Linked DNA regions of Sus scrofa: all the other regions are linked to region 1. A link is a contact called in public HiChIP or PLAC-seq and promoter capture Hi-C data. All regions are on one chromosome and are shown on one strand. The core of a region is the stretch at or near the end of the contact, and the rest is flanking DNA. Distances in the headings are between cores, read along the strand shown.

Region 1 (3,519 bases), core at 938-3,437:
ACCTTCTGCAGATGTCTGAGAGACCAGATTTTATGCAAATGCTGTCACACTCGCCATACTCTGCCCTTTGCTTTTCTTCATTTAATCAAATATCCTGAAGTCTTGCCACCTCAGTAGAAAACCGGTAAGGCTTGCATAGAATTCCACAATTCCCTGCTAAGATGACTTGTCTTCTGTATCAGTAACTATTCCAGCCACTTTTTATTCATTATCTTCCCTAAAAATCATAAGCACTTCCACTTGATGGATGAATAAACAGAGCTTTTGAGGTTAAGCAACTTGCCCCAGGCCACACAGCCTGGACATGGCCTTGTGAGGGGTTTGCCAAGCATTGCCTGCTTGTTTGTGCCACTGCCATGCTGTCTTCCACATTACCCGATTTTGTGGGTTTTGTCATTTCCTTAAAGACATTTCTCAGAATTATAAGAGCTTCAATAAGAATCGTCCCCTTGTTCCAGAAAACCAGTGTCATCATGCAATGCCCTAATAAACGTTTGTATCCAAATACTCGCATTTTGTCACTGTGTGATGTTACCAAATCTTCAGTGATATGTGTGCGTGCGCCTGCGAGCATGTGTGCGTATTTCTTTTTCTTTTTCTTTTTTAAATTTTATGGCCACACATCTGGCATATGAAGTTCCCATATCCCTCAAATTCAGAGGGATTGACTCTGAGCCACAGCTACGACATACCCAGCAACATTCGCAGACTGGATCCTTTAATCTGCTTCCCGGGGGCCATGGATCAAACCTGTACCTCCGCAGTGATCCAAGCCACTGCAGTCAGATTCTTAACCCACAGCACCACAGCAGGAACTCTTGTGTGCATGTTTCTTAAAGACTTTGGTCCAGTGTTGCCTGAAATTCCCCAAAGCCGTAGCTGATTCCTTTCTGCTCTGCCTGGTTCACAAAGCTGGTTTCCCAGCGTCCCAGACACCAGCCCTCTCTAGCTGACCCTTCTGCTCATTCAGCAGAGACCATCCACTCCTTGCTGACCGCCCCTGACCCCGGATCTTAGAAGGCTTCCCGTTAGGTTTGATGAGTAAGAATGAATAGTAAGAAGCTGGCCTTTCTCTTCCTTCTGAAAGCAGAAGTGATTCTTACCCCTGTGTTGTGAGTCGGACTGCGGAGTTTTACTTTGATTTTTTTAATGATGAGATAATGCCAGACAGTGGAATTAACTGTCGAATGATTATTTCAGATGTTCAGTTCTTTACAGAACCTCAATTAAAGAAAAGTCTTGGAAATAGGGTATCCTGGCCGGATGTGTCTGGTTAACCAGACATTCTCTTTTTGTGTCATTAAACTTGATATTGTTCTAAAATTATTCCAAATGACCTTTAAAAATTGATTTTTAGGAGCTCCCCTCGTGGTGCAGCTGAAGCGAATCCGACAAGAAACCATGAGGTTGTGGGTTCGATCCCTGGCTTTGCTCAGTGGGTTAACGATCCGGTGTTGCCATGAGCTGTGGTGTAGGTCGCAGACATGACTCGGATCCCGCCTTGCTGTGGCTCTGGCTCTGGCCGGTGGTTACAGCTCCGATTCGACCCCTAGCCTGGGACTCTCCATATGCCGCGAGAGCGGCCCTAGAAAAGGCAAAAAGACACACCCCCCCAAAAAATTGATTTTTAATTAGGCTCGTAGGATCTCAGGGTTATTTATTATTCTAGAATTGAGAATGAAAACATCTAAAAATGCCAAAATGTTGGTCAGAACTTGGAGAAATAGGATGCAATTTCCTGAACTATCCCTGAAAGTTGATTATAAAATCAACAACAATAAAAAACCCAGTTCTCGAACGTAAGAGTATTTTATTGTGAAGTATCTAAAATAATGCTCCAAAATTTCTTGATAATAGTATTTTCAATTATTTTGGAAATATTAAATATGGTGATAATAGAAACAAGGCAAAATTGAATAACTTTCCATTATGGTGATAATTTAAGTCAGCCTGCAAAACTCTTACAGATGTATATTATCTTAGAAAAACATTTTTCTTCACACTTTGTCATAAGCTGCATGTTCATATGAATTTAAAAATTTGATTACTGTTTTAGTCTGTAGCCCAGTAAAACCTGCTTCACACGTGACCTTCGAAGGGGCAATTTGTAGGCAGGAGTAATTCTAGTAATGTCCGACAGATGGCACAAAACAGTTTCTATGGTATTGCTTTACTTAAAGTAAGGACTTGCATTTTCTTCTCCTCCGAGGAAAAGTTATTTCCTCTTCTGAGAAAGAAATCTTGGTAAGTGAAAAGGTTTTTGTGGCTTTTTCAAATTCTGGAATCATTACTTCAAATAATCAAGAAAATGCTAACGATTGTGCAGGAAATAGGTAACGTTTCTTTGAAGTTTTTGCAAAATGACTTTCAGGTTTTTTAGTTTTGCTTTTGAATGTTGCAAATGTCCTTTAAATAATACAAGAACGATAAAGATACGGCTATATTGAAAGATATCAAAATAACGAGCTCTTGTCATAGTTAAGGAAAATAACTAAAATGCTTTTTCTTTCCTCTGTTTTTGTCTCTTACATTTTCTCTTTTCACTTTTTCCTAGTTCCTTGTTTTTAGTAACGTTTAGTTTGTGGCGCTAATATGGCACCTATCAAATGTTATGTATTTTTATAGTAGATACGAGTGTTTGATCCTCCCTGTCACATGGTTCTATAATTGTTTATTTGTGTCTGTCACTAATTTACAAGCTTTTGAAAGCAGGAATTATGCCGATGCTATTGATATTTAGGTCCCTAGCTAAGGTCCACTTCAGTGCTGTCACATACTACACCCTGAATAAACATTTATTAACGGAGGAAGTGGCAGAACTGGCCCAGGACTTGCCTTACTCAACTTTCTCACCTAAACTCTAACAAATAAAGCAGTATTTCTCTAGCATATTTGTTGATTTGCTCAGGAATTGCACGGTGTTTTTTCGGTTTTTCCTTTTTCAGGGTTTCAATTTTCATAGATTCTATCCATCATCCTTTTTCCCCCCTTGATATAGAGCCTCCTCTGTCTCCCCCCTCACCGCCCTTTCATTTGATGCATTAAAGGAAAAACAAAACACCTTTTACCTTTTATCTTTTTTCACTTCCTTTTTTTTAAAAAAAGTGAACTCTCTAATCTTCCGCTCTCATTTCCCTTCTTTCTCTCCTTTACAAAGACATTAAAGCATAGTTGATTTACAATGTTGTGTCCATTTCTGCTGTACAGCAGAGTGACCCAGTCATACATATATGTATAGATTTTTTTTCTCCTATCATCTTCAATCATGTTCTGTTGCAAGACGCTGGGTAAGAGTTCCCTGCGCTGTGCAAGTAGGACTTCATTGCTTAAGTAGAGAAGCTCCGGGCTTAAATGTAAACACTAGGAAGCGCCTGAGGGTATAAATGACTGGGGAGGAATATTAATGTTTTGGAGGCAGGGTGATAGAAGGGAGGCTGAACAACTTTCCCACCTAGTGCTAAGTTTCAGTACCCTGAACACACACACCGTCCAGAAACCACTGAGTGGGTTCGCTCTCAG
Region 2 (3,800 bases), core at 777-3,276, 810 kb after region 1:
AGACGGTGATGGAACAAGTGTTCAGAAATATGAATGCTATCACTTACATGTGGAATCTAAAAAAAGGACACAATGAACTTCTTTGCGGAGCAGATACTGACTCACAGACTTTGAAAAACTTACGGTTTCCAAATGAGATAGGTTGGGGGGTGGGAGGATGGGCTTGGTGTTTGGGATGGAAATACTATAAAATTTGGTTGTGATGACTGCTGTACACCCATAAATGTAATAAAATTCATTGAGTAATTTAAAAAAAAAGAAACATGGAGAATTGTTCTTCCAGGTGGCTTCCCAGCGTCTTAGAATAGCTCCCAGTTCCTTCTTCATCCCAGCCCCCCCCCGCCCCGCCCCCCCAGCAGCTCCCCAAACACGACAAAACCCAGAGGTGGCCATCCTTCAACTCCCTTCCATCCAGCTCAAATCCGAGGAAGAGAATGAATTTCTGCTTTCCCAGAGAAGAAGTTTTTAAATCAGGGCCTCTGCAGTTCAGCTCATGTTCAGATCAAAAAAGTTTAGAAGTCTGGTCTTGGAGAGAGAGCTGAGTTTCCTGGGTGTGACTCATTTAAACCAGGTCCTAGTAAAATGCTCTTTCAAAGTCTGATAACATCGATAAATGAAATCATCCAATGCTCTAAGAGGAGGAATGAGAGATCTGCGAAGTGAATACCCATTCATTAAAGTAGGGCACTCTGAAAATTAAACTGTTTGGTGGGAGGAATGATCATCACTTTCAATTTCCTTTTTAAGTAACTTCCACAGAATAATCTATCGTAAATGAAATCACCGCACGTAAAGCCGCCTCTAGGTGGATTTCAAAGAAAATGACATCTCTTTTAAAAACACACACACCCCCACACCTAACAACAACGACGAGCGGCGAAGTTTGAGGGGGTCTCATAATCACAGGCTGATCAGGAAGCTGCTAGAAACAATTAAGCAGGGTTTCAAAATGACTGGTACAGGATGTGCCCATAGAAAGAAATGTGCGCACGGGTGGAGCTGCCAAAGTTGCTACTGCTAAGTACCCTGAACTTTCAAAGGGCGGCCTGGGGTCACTCTGACAGCCCTCCCCTTCGTCTGGTGGCCTTACAAACACTCTAGCCCTACGGATATTTGACGCAGGGGGATGGGGGAGATGCGAGGACAGCGAGCAGGAGTGGAGGGCGGGGCAGGAGGAGGGTGCAGCTCGGAGCCCCTAGGTCCTTCGGAACTTGTAGGTTTCGCTTTCGTCCAAGTAGGGGACAACGAGGTGGTAATGAACTTCCTTCCCCGAGAGCCCCCCGCGCGGCAACGACAGCAGAAACGCCCCCGGTCTGTCGGCTTCCCGCTTTCCCGCGGGCCCCAGAGCGCAGGGGCCTGCTGGGGGTGAGGGGTGGCGGGGATGCCCGGGGAAGAGGCGACGGGGTGGCGTGGGCGAGGCCCCAGAAAACGCTTACCTGGGAGGTGGCGCGCTTAGAGCCCGGGGCTGGGCCGGGGCGCGCAGGTGCTCGGGGTCCGCCCGGGGACGGCCTGAGCGGGCGGGGCGCGCATCGTGCTCGGCGGGCGGCGCTCTTCCCGCCGCGGGGGGCAGGGAGGGCTCCCGCTTCTTTTCCTGTCCTCTGAGGACACTGCTGGTCCCGCGGCGGCTGCAGCAACAGGCACAGAGGCGCGGGGACGCCGGCGGCAGCGGCGGCGGCGGCGGCGGCGGAGGAGGAGGTGTCTGCGCGCGGCTCGCGTTTCCTCCTCCCGGCTGGGCGAGCGCGGGGAGGCGGGGGAGGCGAGGGGAGGGCAGAGCCCGGGATCTCCCAACTCGGTCCCCGGGGACCTAAGAAGGGGACGCGATGCCCCCTCCCTCCCCACTGCGTCTTGTGACTCTGCCTGAGCAGCATGGCCGGGACAGGCGAGTCTCACGCGGGCAACAGCTGCTGCAGTGCGGGTCCTCCGCGCCCTCCCTCCCCTCCCCGTCTCTCCGCTCCCCAGCCGTCCATCCTCGACCTGCCCCGACCCCAGGCCTCCAGCCCTGGCCGAGGGGAGGGTATCCGGGGTACCGCCTTACCCAGCCCCAGCGCAGGGCCTTGGCCTGCCCAACGCCTGGGTCTCCAAGGACGCGGGGCCCCGCGCGTGATTAAGGCCCTCGCGGCGGGATGTACGGTCGCACACCCTGTCCTCGGCGGCCTATTTATAGCAGGTGGCGGTGCCCGCCGCTCTCTCGGCCTGTGGGGCTCTCAGCAGGTGGCACTGCCAGCCCGCTCTTCGCTCCCCCGCCGTAGCCTGGATTCATCTTACGCTCGCCTCTCTTTCTGAAACCGACCGAGTGAAAACTGCACAGAACACAGCAAAGAGACCAAGCCACCTGGCTCTCCCCCCTGTCACCCCTTCTTCCTGTCCTAGGGTTGATAATGGCAGGGAGTGAATTGGGGGCACGGGCATCCTATGGGGCGCTGGCAGGCAAGGCTGGAAAATCAGGGACTCAGGGAGACGGCGAAGGCTTGTGTCCTCCCCTGTTAAACACCAGTAAACCCCATTTCCAAACAACTGCGGGAGTGACGCAGGGGCTAGATTGGCCGCTTTTCTCTCCCTGCGATCTCTCTCTCCTTCCCTCCCTGCGATCTCTCTCTCCCTCCCTCCCTCGCTCTTCTCTCTCCCCTCCCTAGACACACACACACTCACGCAAACACACACACACCCTCGGTATGCCTGCCCTTGAGTCAAGTTTGGGGAAGTTTCCGGCGGCCTTACGGAGTGTAAGGAGAGACTCCAGAGAGATGGCAGGCGTCTGAGAAAGGCATGCTCCTAGGATTAGAAGGCAATGTGTGGGAACCCCCCCATACCCCAAATCCATGGCCGGGTAAAGTCTGAGCAGTTTCACTCGCGGGGGTAGAGAGAGGGGCCTGAGGAAAGTGAGGGCCTTAGCACCAACTCCAGAGAAGGGTGAGTAGAGAGGGGCGCACAGGAAGAAGGAGGAGGTGGACAGGTCCCTTATCCTGTTTCTCTGAATGCTCTTATCCAGGGGAGTTATATTTAAGCGGAACGCACATGTTTTATGATTTAAACCTCATATACCATTAGCAGCTATTACACGTTGAGGGGCTAGTCTAATGCGGGCATTGTGGCAGGTATTTTGCACATATTGTCTCTAATCCTCACAAAAACTCTGCAGGGCAGAAATGACTGAATCCACTTGACTAGTGAGGAAACTAAGAGGTTATGCCTCTTGGAGGCCATGGAACCAGTAGGTTCTGGGACCTAGATCCAAAGCCCCTTTTAACACACTTTTTCTCTGGCCAGAGTGTGGCTCGTTTTTTGTTAGAACACAGATGTTTGAGTACTTAGCCTCAATCTTCTTAAAAAAAGAGGTGGGGAGCATATACAGACAAATACGCTAATGTTTAACATGTTTATTGGGTTATGGAAAGCGTTCTTCATTGGGTTATAAGACCAGGTCAGCCAGTGAAACCATGTTGTTACCTCTTGGATCACACCGTAATTATTTCACATCTCCGTCCCCAGCTCACTCGCATGGTTCTCTTTCCATCTCTGCAGCAGCACGCTGAACACACTTGCCTTTGCAGCACTGGGAGGTCAAGATAGGGCCGGACATCCCCAAACTGCCTTTCATACATGACCGGCTAGATGATGGTTGGTCGAATAACCCCGGTCAGGTCAAGGCTGGATGTTGCACACAGAACATCCTGGCCAGAACTCCCATCTATCCTGCCCTCCACCCCCTTTGCTTTTCCTTATTAACCCCTCCCACCCCCACTGCACCCACAGCCCCAGCCCCAGAATACAGGAAAGCTTAGGTACCCATAGGCAGCCAG
Region 3 (4,011 bases), core at 941-3,440, 870 kb after region 1:
GGCAGAGAGATAAAAATAAAAGTCCAGAGGGCTCCAGAGATCAGAATCAGACGTGGAAGTGACATTGGAAGTGACATCCAGCATCGAGAGGAACAGGGATGGAGGTGCCGTGGAAATGCGGTGGGTAAATGTCCAGCATCCTGCCCTTGAGGCAACCAGACCAGAGGCTGCAATGCTCTTAGCTGGGGTGCTGTCTCAAGCCAAAGGAGAAACAGACCAGACGAGGAAAGAACAAGAGTAGTGGCAATTTAAAAATGAAAAGGCTGGAGTTCCCGCGGTTGCGCAGTGGAAACAATCCAACTGGGAACCACGAGGTTGTGGGTTTGATCCCTGGCTTCGTTCAGTGGGTTAAGGAGCTGGCATTGCCATGAGCTGTGATGTAGATGGCAGACGTGGCTTGGATCTGGCGTGGCTGTGGCTGTGGTATAGGCCGGCAGCTGCAGTCCAATTGTAGACCCCTGGGAACCTCCATATGCCACGAGTGGGGCCCTAAAAAAAAAAAAAAAAAGACAAAAAGACAAAAAGAAAGAAAGAAAAGGCCATTTCACCTCTATCCAGTGCACTCTCTGTAAACCAGACACAATTTGTGGAAATTTTGGGTGTCTCTTTCTTCAAAGGGAAAGTTCTATGAAATGAATTCATTACTATGACTTTAAAAGATTTCTACACACTGCCAGTTACTGAGTTATCAGAAACGGAGACCTTTTCCTTCCTAAAGAATTACAAGAATTACTAAGAAAACCCACCCCACAAGTTGCCAATAGCATCCAGAAACAGGATGTGTGCAGGGACCAGAGGGTGGAGCGGAAGGCCTGGCCCCTGCACACCGGGCTTGCACCCTCCCTCATGACTCAAACACTTCATGTCTCTCCTGTGGGTACTGCACTGTGCAGGCCGGTGGACCATGGAGGCTAGTGACGGAGTGAGCACCGCCAGCTATGCAATTTGTTGAGGTCTAGTGCAAAAAACAAAAAAAGAGAGAGAGAGACCCTTTATTCAAAATCTTTTAAAGATTTCAAAGCAGGGGAGCAGAGTATTAACCTAAGTGCTGAGCCCTGGGAGGAGAACCAGTCCTATGCAGGGATCTCATGCTTTGAGGTCAGCCCTGGAGACAGACATGAAACAAAGCCACATGCAAGTGGTTTTGTTTTGGGCCAAGCGCAGGACGTGCTATGAGGGGAAAAAAAGAGTCCACTGGGGGAGAGTATTCAAGAGAAATAATTTATCACTGAGAGCCAGGGAAGGCCTCTCTACACGACTCCGCCCGGAAATATGAGTAAGGCCAAGAGTTCAGTGGAAGAGAGCAGAGGCGAACTTTCCTGGAATACAAACAGCCTGCGTGAGGAACAAGCAGGAATCGAGAGACAAAGGAGAGAGGGAGTGGTGGCCAGTCAGAGCTGGGTCCATGACGCCCTCTTCTCTAGCACCTCAGAGGGTGAAGAATGGCAAGGGCTGCTGTGTCTCAGGGCTACCCCTCTTCTCAGCAAAAAGCCAGGCGGGCCCGAGCGGGAGCCCATGTCTGCAACCCAGCACCTGGCAAGTGCTGCTGTCAAGTTCCCAGGAGCCGCAGGAAGAGGAACAATGCTGGGTCGGTGGGGGATGCACCGCCGAGTGCAGAGAACAAGCCCGGTCCGAGGGGCAGGAACAGGTGCTTGTCTCAATTAGACAACACCCCCAGAGCCCGGCCGCGTGCTGACCAACCCGGCTCGCTCCCAGCCTCATGAACGTGTGATCCCGGCCCGCCAGACGTCTGGTTTTGTCCCGGGACAACTTCTCCCGGTCAAACTTCCAATCTGCCACGGCGTCCGCCTGCTCGGTCTTCCGGTGGCACCGGAGCGGCCCCGCCGGGGTGGGAGGGGAGGGAATGAAAGAAGCGGCGACACCGACCCGCACTCGCGGCAGGAAAGGCGGCTCCGAGCCAGGAGAGCGGGAGGAGGGCCCCGCACCTCCTCCGGGCGCTCCCAGCCCACCTGGCGCCCCTCACCTTGTCCCATCGCAGCCACCGGGTCGTCTCCTGGTCCAGCCGGGCGTCCACGCTGGGGCCGCCGCTTCCCGGAGTCGCGGTTACCGCCATCGCCGCTGTATCTGCCGTCGCTTCCATCCCCGCGCTACCACCACCAAGTTCAGGAGGCGGCGAGACGGTCCTTCCGGCAGGGCGGGGAGAGGCGGGGCGGGGCCGGAGGATCGGCTCCGGAGCCAGTGGCGTCGGCCGGAAAATGACGCGCAGGCCCGGGAGCACGCCTCCGGGAACGCGCAGCACCTCCCACCCCGGCACCTGCTCTCAGCCCGGCAGACCTTTAGGGGGTGCGGTTGGAAGGGACTCTGCTGTTTTTACCGGCCTCTCTGAAAGCTCCAGGGTCACCCTCATTCACAGATCTACAGTTGACCTGGAATGCACATTTATTTGTCAAGTGATTTGGGGAAGGGTCTAGGCTCCCCCGGCTCCCCAACACACACACTGGCTATCCAGTTGACCTAGCACCACTGATTGAAAATAAAGTCTTTTTCCTTTGTTCTGCAGTGCTATCTCTGAAATAAATGAACTGTCCCTATAGGTGTAGTGGGTTTGTTTGGTTGGTTGGTTTGGTTTTTGGCTGCTCCTGCACACGTTCCTGGGCCAAGGATTGAACCCCCTGCCACAGCAGGGACCCAAGCCACTGCAGTGACAAGGCCAGATCCTGAACCCACTATGCTCCAAGAGAACTCCTCAGTGTTTTTTGTTTGTTTTCTGCTTGTTGTTGTTTTAAATTCTGCCCAACCTTTTTTAAATTGTTTAGAATTGTAGTCAATTTACAATGTCGTGCCAATTTCCGCTGTACAACAAAGTGACCCAGTCATACATATATACATTCCCTTTCTTAAATTGTCTTCCATCATGGTCTCTCTCAAAAGATTAGATATAGTCCCCTGTGCTATAGAGTAGACCCTCATTGCTTATCCATTCTAAATGGAATAGTTTGCATCTTCATGTAGTGTTTTCTTCGTCTTTTTTTCTAAATGAAAGTATATTTGCTGTGCAATATTAAACGTATAGGTGTACAATATAGTGATTCACAACTGTTAAAGGTTGAAACCCATTTATAGTTGTTTTAAAATATTGACTGTATCCTCCATGATGTACAATGCATCCATGTAACCTATCTTACATGCAGTAGTTTGTACCTCTTACTCCCAACCTCTCTACTGCTCCTCCCCCCACTCCCCACTGGTAACTACTAGTTTGTTCTCTATATGTGTGAGTCTGCTTAGTTTTTGTTATATTCACCAGTTTATTGTATTTTTTAGATCCCACATATAGGTTATATTGTACAGTATGTGTCCTTCTCTGACTTATTTCACTTAACATAATGCCCTCCAAGTCCATCCATGTTGCTGCAAATAGCAATTTTTCATTTTTTACGGCTGAGTAGTATTCCATTTATACATGATGTAGATTTGTTTCTGGACTCTCCATGCTGTTCCATGATCTATTTATCTAAGAGTGAAAGGTAAAACAAACTTCTGAAAACTAGTAAAGAGTACGTCTTCATGACCTTGGGTTCGCTGAAGCCATAAAGGAGATGCATGCAGTGAACATGTAAAGGTATGTGCAAGAATGTCTTCGGCAGCATTTTTTATAATAGCCCCAAACTGGAAACAACCCAGTTGGACAAATGTCCATCAACGCTATAATAGATAGGCATTCCCATTGTGGCTCAGCAGGTTAAGAAACTGACTACTATCCATAAGGATGTGGGGTTCAATCCCTGTCCTTGCTCAGTGAGTTAAGGATCTGGTGTTGCCACAAGCTGTGGCATAGGTCACAGATGCAGCTTGGATCTGGCATTACTGTGACCTTGGCAGAGGCTGGAAGCTGCAGCTCTGATTCCACCTCTGGCCCTGGAACTTCCATATGCCACAGGTGTGACCATAAAAAGAAGAAAAGAAAAGAAGAAAAAACAATATCATGGATAACTACATCATAGCATATTCATGTATCAATATAAATTATGTATATTCATACAGCAGTGA

The links. Promoter capture Hi-C pulls out the DNA fragments that hold promoters and counts their contacts. HiChIP or PLAC-seq counts read pairs in DNA pulled down with a chosen protein or histone mark.
Region 2: a contact with region 1 is called in an H3K27ac HiChIP or PLAC-seq map of alveolar macrophages. The contact joins the promoter of TBC1D1 here to the promoter of TLR6 in region 1. A contact is called at or near these places in 1 of 5 promoter capture datasets (liver) and 1 of 2 datasets of contacts at active chromatin or transcription factors (alveolar macrophages).
Region 3: a contact with region 1 is called in a promoter capture Hi-C map of liver, with 4 times the contacts expected there. The contact joins the promoter of PGM2 here to the promoter of TLR6 in region 1. A contact is called at or near these places in 1 of 5 promoter capture datasets (liver), 1 of 47 Hi-C or Micro-C datasets (embryonic fibroblasts) and 1 of 2 datasets of contacts at active chromatin or transcription factors (alveolar macrophages).

The regions. Positions count from the first base shown.
Region 1 is chr8:30,179,318-30,182,836 of Sscrofa11.1, reverse strand. TLR6 (toll like receptor 6) reads left to right here and starts at 2,187. Exons shown (of 2, transcript NM_213760.2): 1 at 2,187-2,244.
Region 2 is chr8:29,368,570-29,372,369 of Sscrofa11.1, reverse strand. TBC1D1 (TBC1 domain family member 1) reads right to left here and starts at 2,026. Exons shown (of 22, transcript XM_021101100.1): 1 at 1,437-2,026.
Region 3 is chr8:29,305,807-29,309,817 of Sscrofa11.1, reverse strand. It overlaps PGM2 (phosphoglucomutase-2), which reads right to left and starts at 2,190. Exons shown (of 14, transcript XM_003128910.4): 1 at 1,985-2,190. The coding sequence starts at 2,101.